3 separate regions of the Mus musculus genome follow, and regions 1 and 2 are each linked to region 3. Evidence: chromatin contacts called from public HiChIP or PLAC-seq and promoter capture Hi-C data. All regions are on one chromosome and are shown on one strand. The core of a region is the stretch at or near the end of the contact, and the rest is flanking DNA. Distances in the headings are between cores, read along the strand shown.

What was found. Promoter capture Hi-C pulls out the DNA fragments that hold promoters and counts their contacts. HiChIP or PLAC-seq counts read pairs in DNA pulled down with a chosen protein or histone mark.
Region 1: a contact with region 3 is called in a promoter capture Hi-C map of pre-B cells. The contact joins the promoter of 2810408I11Rik here to the promoter of Acadl in region 3. A contact is called at or near these places in 2 of 39 promoter capture datasets (the C10 cell line and pre-B cells), 1 of 484 Hi-C or Micro-C datasets (B cells) and 1 of 115 datasets of contacts at active chromatin or transcription factors (astrocytes).
Region 2: a contact with region 3 is called in an H3K27ac HiChIP or PLAC-seq map of large pre-B cells, with 4 times the contacts expected there. The contact joins the promoter of Fzd5 here to the promoter of Acadl in region 3. A contact is called at or near these places in 4 of 39 promoter capture datasets (the C10 cell line, embryonic stem cells and liver) and 2 of 115 datasets of contacts at active chromatin or transcription factors (astrocytes and large pre-B cells).

Annotation. Positions count from the first base shown.
Region 1 is chr1:64,689,225-64,691,924 of GRCm38.p6, reverse strand. 2810408I11Rik (RIKEN cDNA 2810408I11 gene) reads left to right here and starts at 1,266. Exons shown (of 2, transcript NR_038009.1): 1 at 1,266-1,461. Ccnyl1 (cyclin Y-like 1) reads right to left here and starts at 580. Exons shown (of 10, transcript NM_001097644.1): 1 at 525-580. The coding sequence starts at 534.
Region 2 is chr1:64,736,369-64,739,068 of GRCm38.p6, reverse strand. Fzd5 (frizzled class receptor 5) reads left to right here and starts at 1,319. Exons shown (of 2, transcript NM_022721.3): 1 at 1,319-1,936; 2 at 2,216-2,700. The coding sequence starts at 2,469.
Region 3 is chr1:66,861,879-66,864,578 of GRCm38.p6, reverse strand. Acadl (acyl-Coenzyme A dehydrogenase, long-chain) reads left to right here and starts at 1,270. Exons shown (of 11, transcript NM_007381.4): 1 at 1,270-1,406. The coding sequence starts at 1,330.

The DNA.
Region 1 (2,700 bases), core at 17-2,516, 2.2 Mb after region 3:
TACTTGAACGTAAATAAGAAATCTTTAACCATGCTGAATCTAGATTGCTCTAGTATCAGTTACTCAACTCGTTCAGAGCAAGAGGAACATTATGCTCTTACCTTACGTACCATCTGCCTAAGTAAGGACAGAGAGATGGGATGGCTATTCTGAGGTTAGGGGTACCTGGGAGTTTTATTAAGAAAAGGGGCAATTATAGTCTCTTGAAGTCTTAAGTTCCACTGGACGGTACACAGCAGTACAAAGAGGAAGCGGTGCCGGGTACAGGGTCCCGGGTCAGAATGAGAGAATGGGAAGAGTGAAGAACTGGGCGTAGGGGTGGGAGAGAAACTGGCCAGACGTGGCCGAGAAAGAATAAGGGGTGGGAACACGAGCCACAGCCCTCATTCCCGGTGTCCAGGCCTGCGCCAGGAATAATCCCGGCAGGAAGGAACCCGAGGCGGCGGCCGCCTCCCAGCGGGACCCAGGGAGTCGGTGGAGGCCAGAGGTGCGCCACGGCCCGGACGCGCCCGCTGCCTCCTCACCTTCGGGCATCTCTCGGTCACTGATGTGCTGCAGGTGGTGGCCCTCGCCGGCTCCGAAATCCAACTCGGCGGGCTCCACGGCCGCAGCGGGCGCCGGCGCTACCGCCACCGCGTCCCCGGCCGCCGCCTCGTAGACCTCGGACTCGTAGTCGGGCTCTGCCGGCCCCGCGCGCCGGCCCAGCTTGGGGCTGGCATTGGGGGACACGCAACAGGTCAGCGTGTTCCCCATGGGGAGCGTCCGCTCCGCTCGGCCGACGCCTGCGCCTCCGCTCGCCCCGGACTCCGCGCCCGCCCCCTCCCCCAACAATGGCGCGGTCGGCGCCGGCAGCCCCGGGCAGAGCGGGGCTGCGCCCGCCCGCACTCGCCGCCGCGCCCGCTGCGCGCCCGCCCGCCCCGCCGCCCAGCCCGGGGCAGGGCTCCGGCCTCGGCCGCACCCCCGCCGGCTCGCCGCCGCCGCCTCCCCACAGCGGACTAGTCTGCGAGGGCGGCGACCAGCCCGGCTTATTTAAAAGGGGTGGGGACCCGACAAGCGCTGGGAGACGCAGCCACTGCGGGCCGAGAGCGCGGCCGGAGCTCCTCCTCCTTCCGTCGCCGCCTCCGAACTGAAGGCCGCTAGCCGGCTCCTGCCAACCGGAACGCGCTCCGCGGTCACCTGGTGACGGGTAGCCAATCAGACCCGGACTTCCCTCCACGCACCCGCCTACGGCCCAGGCACGTGACTCACAAAGCCCCGCCCCGTCCCTTAAGCTGAGCCGCGCGAATTCTGGTTTCCATTCATCTCGAGCTGCGCCGAGTCCGGCTCCTACTGGGGAGCTGCGGCAGTTTGTTACTCGAGGCCGCCCTTCAAGGCGGGCCCCGAAGGTCCGGCCTGGTGAAGAGTTGGTTTTGTCAGCAGTTTGGTCTCTCCATGTTTGACAGCTTCCCTTTGCTCACCCAAGTAAGTTGCACTGGACTTAGCCGGTTGTATATGGCTAAATGCTCTTCTCCTGTCTTCCCAGTGTTACGTTCTCGCTTGCAACTTGGCCATAGCAACCCCGGGGCTCGCTCCTTACTCTCAATAAAGAGTCGTGACTGTGTCTTGCATGAAACCCGAGGACACGTCACTCTTCAATTTCCTCGTACGTCAAATAAGGACCAAACTCTCGGTTCAGAAAAGCTGGGAGCCAGCAACTCCGGTTTCGCTTGTTTTCTGCCATCACAAGACAGGAGTTTCCAGACTTTGTTTCTTTAACTAGCAATGCAGAGAACAGTTTTCTCCCACAAAATAGAGAACCACACTGTGGGGTGCCCACAGTCCTAAGTGATGGGGATGGTAGAGAGCAATTGACCTTTAGCATGCACCAAGTATTGCCAACCATGCCAACCGAGCTCCCTTAGCGCTAAGTCTAAAGAGCAGTCCAATGTTCGATCTCCCAGATTTTACTGATCGGTGGCAGGGTAGGGGGAGCATGCAGAAACTGAGTAACTTTCTCAAGGTTACATGACAAGGTTACTGCTCGTGTAGGGGCCAGAATAGTCTGGATTCCAGGTTTATCTCCGAGTACCTGTGAAAGGAAGTCACGGTTAGGGAAAATGACAGAGACTGTTGGTGCTTGGTAGTGTTCATTTTAAGGAAGAGCAATCTTTTCACTTGGGGATTTTAAATATCTTCCCTAATTGAATCTTCTCGTTCATTTCTGTTCCTGAAGTCCAGCAGTCCAGGCTCCCAGTAAATTTAGGCAAATGAGAAGCAAAGATTTGGAGAATCTAGCTGTACGAGTTCACACTGCTGCTCTTGGAGTACAAACACAAATATCTGACCCCAAAGTCAATGAGGTCAAGAGTTTAGTTGTTTTCTTTTAATGTATATATTTATTGTATTTGTATGAGTACACTGTGGCTGTCTTCAGACACATCAGAAGAGGCATTGGCTCCCATCACAGATGGTTGTAAGCCATTATGTGGTGGCTGGGAATTGAACTCAGGACCTCTGGAAGAGCAGTCAGTGCTCTTAACCGCTGAGCCATCTCTCCAGACCAAGAGTTTAGATTTTATACTGGAAATAAGTGTTGAACATGAAGTTCAGAAGTCATTGTCATGTGTATTTAAGACTATGTTATTCTGGACAGTAAGAAGGAAGGGAAGAAAGGTCTAGTTAAGGAAGCCTAGTCTTTTCCTAGGAAAGAAAGACAACTCC
Region 2 (2,700 bases), core at 70-2,569, 2.1 Mb after region 3:
CAGTTCAGAGTCCTTCAAGTACTCCTATGCCCTCCCCTACTTCAAATCCCTCCCACTCCCCTCCCCCAGCGGAAGGAGGAGTGAAGGAGCAGTCTACAATTTAAAGCCTCTTCATAAGCGTGTGAACGAATTTCAAGCATGCTAAACACCTCGGTCTCCCAGCCTAATTAGAACTCGTAGAAGAGAGGCATTTGTGGGACATTTAAAACTTGGAGTATACTAACCCATCAGGAGAGCGCCACTGCGTGTCCCTGCGTTGACTGTGCGCAGCAGGTCTTTTCACGGTTCCCACTGCCCCAGTACGCCCCGGTTATCCGGTCTCAACCTCGCCAGAGTGCACAGCAGCCAACCCTGGGGGACCAAGCACCCTGAGCTGTACACTGCTCCAGTTCAAGAGTTTTTCTCTGTGGGCAAATTCGGATCTGCCAGGGATTATAAACCGCAACTGCTAAGGACTAACGTCTCTAGAGACTTCCAAAACTGGAAAGAAATTCATTCTCTTGTCACAAGGACAAGATTTTGTTATATATAAAAGGGCAAAGCCTGGGAAATATCGATATTTCTAAGGGAGGGGTGAGTGGTAAAGATTGTGAACTCTGCTGCCCAGCTTCTGGTTTGGGATTCCAGGTCAGAGCGCCTATTGTGTGCCAGGAGCTCGCACAGGGAGGGGCACAAGTTTGTCAACGTCTCTGCTGTCTTGTTAGCTCAGCTGTGTAGGTCAAGTTCTGAGGTGTTCTGGCCTCAGAATCCTACGGTATCCAGATCGCGTATCAAGGTGTAAACGATTAACTAACACGAGGTTGCTCATTAAGTACTAGCACGTCTGTCACCTAGCACAAGGCAGCTTAGAAAGAGGACAGGTGGCACAACCGAATTGACCTCTCATCCCTTTAAACAAGCGCCAGACCTCGATAAGGACACTCAGCTGGAGAGAGGTGGCCTGGTGGAGGCCCTGGAAGCCGGCGTTCAGAGAACAGAGCCCTCAGGAAAGTGAGCACCATCCTGGTGAACCACCGCAGAGAACTCCAGAAGGACTTGGGGCCAGGTTTCCCGCCCGGGTTCTCTGGGAGGACTCATTAGCATTGACCCCGCCCTCGTAACTTCCCGGTCCACTATTGGCCGACGCTCTTCCGCTGCCCGCTCCGGGCGGGGCCGCGGGGCGCTCGCGGAGAGGCCAGGACAGCGGGGCGGTGGGCGGGGACCCGGAGAGCGATTCGTGGGACGGCCCAGCTCGGGGCAGGGCGGGAGGGGGCGGGAGGGGCGGTCCCGGGGCGGGGCCTCCCGGCGGGCATTAGAGGCAGGTGACCCGGGCGGGGCGGGAGAGGGCAGTCAGCCTGCGGCCGCGACTTGTCCTCTGCCGTCGCGCACAGCTCGGAGCTCCCTGGAGGTGGGCGAAAGAGTGCGAGAGCGCGGGGGAGGAGCCGAGCGGGGCGCGTCCCGAGAGCGCCGCCACCGCCCCCCGGAGTCTGCTGGAGCGCGGAGCCCCCTGCAGGGGAGGCGGCGAGCGGCTGGCGGGACGCGGCGGCGGGTGCGGACTATGCAGTCCCCGCCCGACCAGCGCTGGCTGCTCGCTGTGCTGTGAGGTGGCGGGGTCCCCTCCGGCTGCCGCACCCCTCCGCGCAGTTCAAGTGCTGCCCGGCGCCCTTGCCCTTCGTCCCGGCCCCGGGACGCCGGTGGAAGGCACGGCCTGCCCCTGCCTTGCTCTGCCCGAATCATGCAGGGGGCCCCGAAGGAAGAGAAGGCGAGTGACCGGCCCGCGCCGCCCATGGTCGAGGGGCGCCCTGCTCTCTGAAACGCCCTCCACCTGCTGCCATGTGTCGCCGCCACAGGTACCTAGCTTGTCGTTAAACTTTCCCAGCTCTGGCCCGATTCGGAGTCGCGCGACTGAGGAGCCCGGCTGGTCGCAGACATCTGCCGCCCAGCAGGATCCTCCGAGGTGAGAGCCCGCGTCTTCCCAGTTCACCCGGTTCCTCTGCCCCCATCTCGGGGACTGAGCTCTCTGGCCCCAGGCACAGCCTGCAGGGCCGGGCCAGAAAAGAGAGGCGGGCGCGGGCAGTGGGGTGGAGGGGGTGGGGGCGTCTGAAGTTTGGTTCTAGGAGGAGGGGAGGAAAGGAGTTAATCTTGAGATTGGAGCTGGTTTGCGGAGACCAAGTGGTTGGCGCTCCTCTAAGAGGAGTGGTTGCGATTTTTCTTTTCCCCTACCTTCTCTTTTAAGAGTTCTGTCCTTGGAGTCGGAGCCCTAATCATCCCTCCAGCCCTATCTGGTGTGGAACTGAGTGCTGCCGGCGGAGGCAGCGCCTTCCAGAAACAGTTTATCTTTGGACGGATTTCTTTAAGAGAAAAAGAAACCAACAGGTTGCCAGCCCGGGCGTCACACTCAAGACTCCGGAGAGGGAAGCCCCGGCCGCAGATTCGTCGGCCAACGCAGACCCTCTCAGGCAGCGGGAGGCAAAGGGAAGAAGGAGACGATGGCTCGACCCGACCCGTCTGCGCCTCCCTCTCTTCTGCTGCTGTTGCTGGCGCAGCTGGTGGGCCGGGCAGCGGCCGCCTCCAAGGCCCCGGTGTGCCAGGAAATCACGGTGCCCATGTGCCGAGGCATCGGCTACAACCTGACGCACATGCCCAACCAGTTCAACCATGACACGCAGGACGAAGCAGGCCTGGAGGTGCACCAATTCTGGCCGCTTGTGGAGATCCACT
Region 3 (2,700 bases), core at 21-2,520:
CTTATATGTATGTGTAAGGCCTGAGTCCGATCCCCAGGAATAAGTGTACACACACACACACACACACACACACACACACACACACACACACTACTTGTTTGTTTTTATTTTATAAAAGGAAACAATAACTTCATGATAAACCAGATGAACAGGATCTTAAACAAACGTGCCTCCAGTTAGCCTTAGCAAGAATGCAACAGAGCAAGGACACACACCATTTGCATTAATTCTGCCACTAGGAAACCCGGGGAAAAAAAAAAAAAGACAAAACAAACAGCCCCACCCCCAACCAGATCAAGTTACTCCTAGAAAATAAACGACTCTTCTGAGCATTTGTAAACATAGCCCTAGGGAAGCAGAAAGACAGGTAGATCACTACCAAACCGGCTAGCCAAATCTATAAACTCCAGGTTCAGTGAGAAACCTGGAGGGCAATTGATGAAGACATCTGATAGGAACTTCTGGACTCCACATGAGTGCACGACAGACAGACGACACACATGAATGAAATGTAATCTAAAATTATTTTTTTAAATAAAAAAAGACTATGTTTTCCAGATTGTTGGTGCCGTGAAACCCTAAAGCTTTTCTTTGAAACATTTCTGTATGTCCTACTCAGTGGGCTGTCAGTAGTTGATTGCTAACACAAAATGTCTTTCACTTTCACTATTTCAGATTCCGTAACTGTTGTTATTAGAAAGGCCCCCTTGCCTCCTTAGAAATCGATGTAATGTACACATTCTTTAGAGTTCAAAACCTGTCAGGCATTTCCCATTACAAATCATCAAATCCATAAACCCAAATAATACATGTCCTTGAATTGAACCAAAACAACAACAAAAAAAGGAAACAACCATATGCGAGTTCAAGTACTATTGGAGAATTGAACCAATTGTTATTCCGTTATCAAATATACTTACTTATTTATTTTCAAAGAGTAGCTACAAACGTTTGCAAGGAAAAAAACAAAACCAAAACAAACAAAAAACCCAAACCAAATCAGCACAATCCTTTACAGTGAGTACTCATACATTTATCGACATTCAGAGAGCTTTCCGAAGTTAGAAAATTAACTCCATGCACCTTTCAGTGCGGGGGTGGGACGACTCTCCAGGGAACCCTCGCTCAGCCCTGCAGCCGGGAGGGGAGGGCGCACGGGGCGTCGCGCAGAGCCTGGCGCAGACCCCGCCCGAGCTGGCGGCACCGCCCTGCGGCCCGCAGTTGGCTGTCCCCGAGGCCCGCCCCACCGTCCCGCCGTCCGGCCGCCCCTCTGTCCGCCTGCCCCCGCCGCGGAGCCCGCCAGTCCCGTCCGCCGCCGTCCATCCCGCCATGGCTGCGCGCCTGCTCCTCCGCTCCCTGCGCGTCCTGAGCGCCCGCTCGGCGCCACGCCCGCTGCCCTCCGCCCGGTGAGTGCGGGTACAGCCTGGGGTACCGGCAGCCGGGGCGGCGGAGCTCTGGGGATGGGGTGTGACGCGCTACGGTCAAGCCGGGGCGACGCGGCCGGAGGAAGGGACCGGGCCTTCTCTCCGGAACCCGGGGCTGCCCGCTGTGGCGTGGAGAACTCGGGGTGTCCCCACCACGGTCCGCCGCGCCCCAAAAGGCAAGGCAACCCCTAATGCTCGCTCCAGGCCTGGGCCCCGCCCCACGTCCTACAGTGTCCCGTGAACTGACTTTGAAAGTGTTGTCCCAGCTTTAGCGGGAGCGATCACCCCCTGGGCGCTCTGCCACCGAGTAGTGCGACCTTTAGCCCAGTTGGAACGGAGACTGGGGACTGCCACCTGACAGTGAACTTGGGACTTGGTGTGCGGAGGCGGGGACCGGAAGACCAGAGCAACTTCAATCATCCCGACTCAGGCGTCCAGGCGTAGGCCCCATCTGATAAATTAGTTGTACACTTATTACTAAATCCTTAAACTAATTAAATGTAGAGGGATTAATGGGCAGCTCCCAAGAGCTTTAGAGACTTTTGGGGGTGTTTATACTGAGATCAAGTTTTACCTGTCTAAAAATCCATTCCTTGGATAAAGCAGACTGGAAGTGTAAAGCTTTGTTAATTATGGTGGCAGGACATTTAAATGAGCTAATTAGCACATTGTTGCGAAGTACAATACAGTGCTGTGGTAAAGCTTATCCATCCGGAGGAGACTTGGGAAAGTTCCGAGGACTTTAAGATAGGAATGCTTTTCTATTCTCCGGAGGAAGTGATGTTCTGACGCTCTTAAAATTAGAGCACCCTGAAGATGAACAGAGACACCTGCATCGGTGGCAAAGGACAGGCCAGCTGACTCATTGCTGGATGCTGCGAAAGGGTGTGTTCCTATTGTTCTAGCTTTTCTTATTTCTTTTTATGTTAATAATATTTCTGTATTTTTTTAATTAGAGAACCCCCCAAATGATCTTATTTTGATTCAAGTGTGGGAAGAAGCTCTGCCTTACAGAGGATTATTGGAGAATGGTCAGTGAGCCAGGAGCTATAGTTTTATCGTCACGGGTTTCTTAAAGGGTTATGAGTATAATGGCCAACGATCCAGTTGAAAGGCAGTCTGAGTCAGCATTTATGGAGCGAGGCCTAGGCTGAGCCCAAGAACGTTTACATCCAGCTGCCAGGGCCTGAGTGTGCCAATGGGTCATTTCATTTAGTCTGACTTTTTTTTATGTAAATGAGGCTTTAAAGCGGTGGCCCAGGCCTGTAATTCCCCC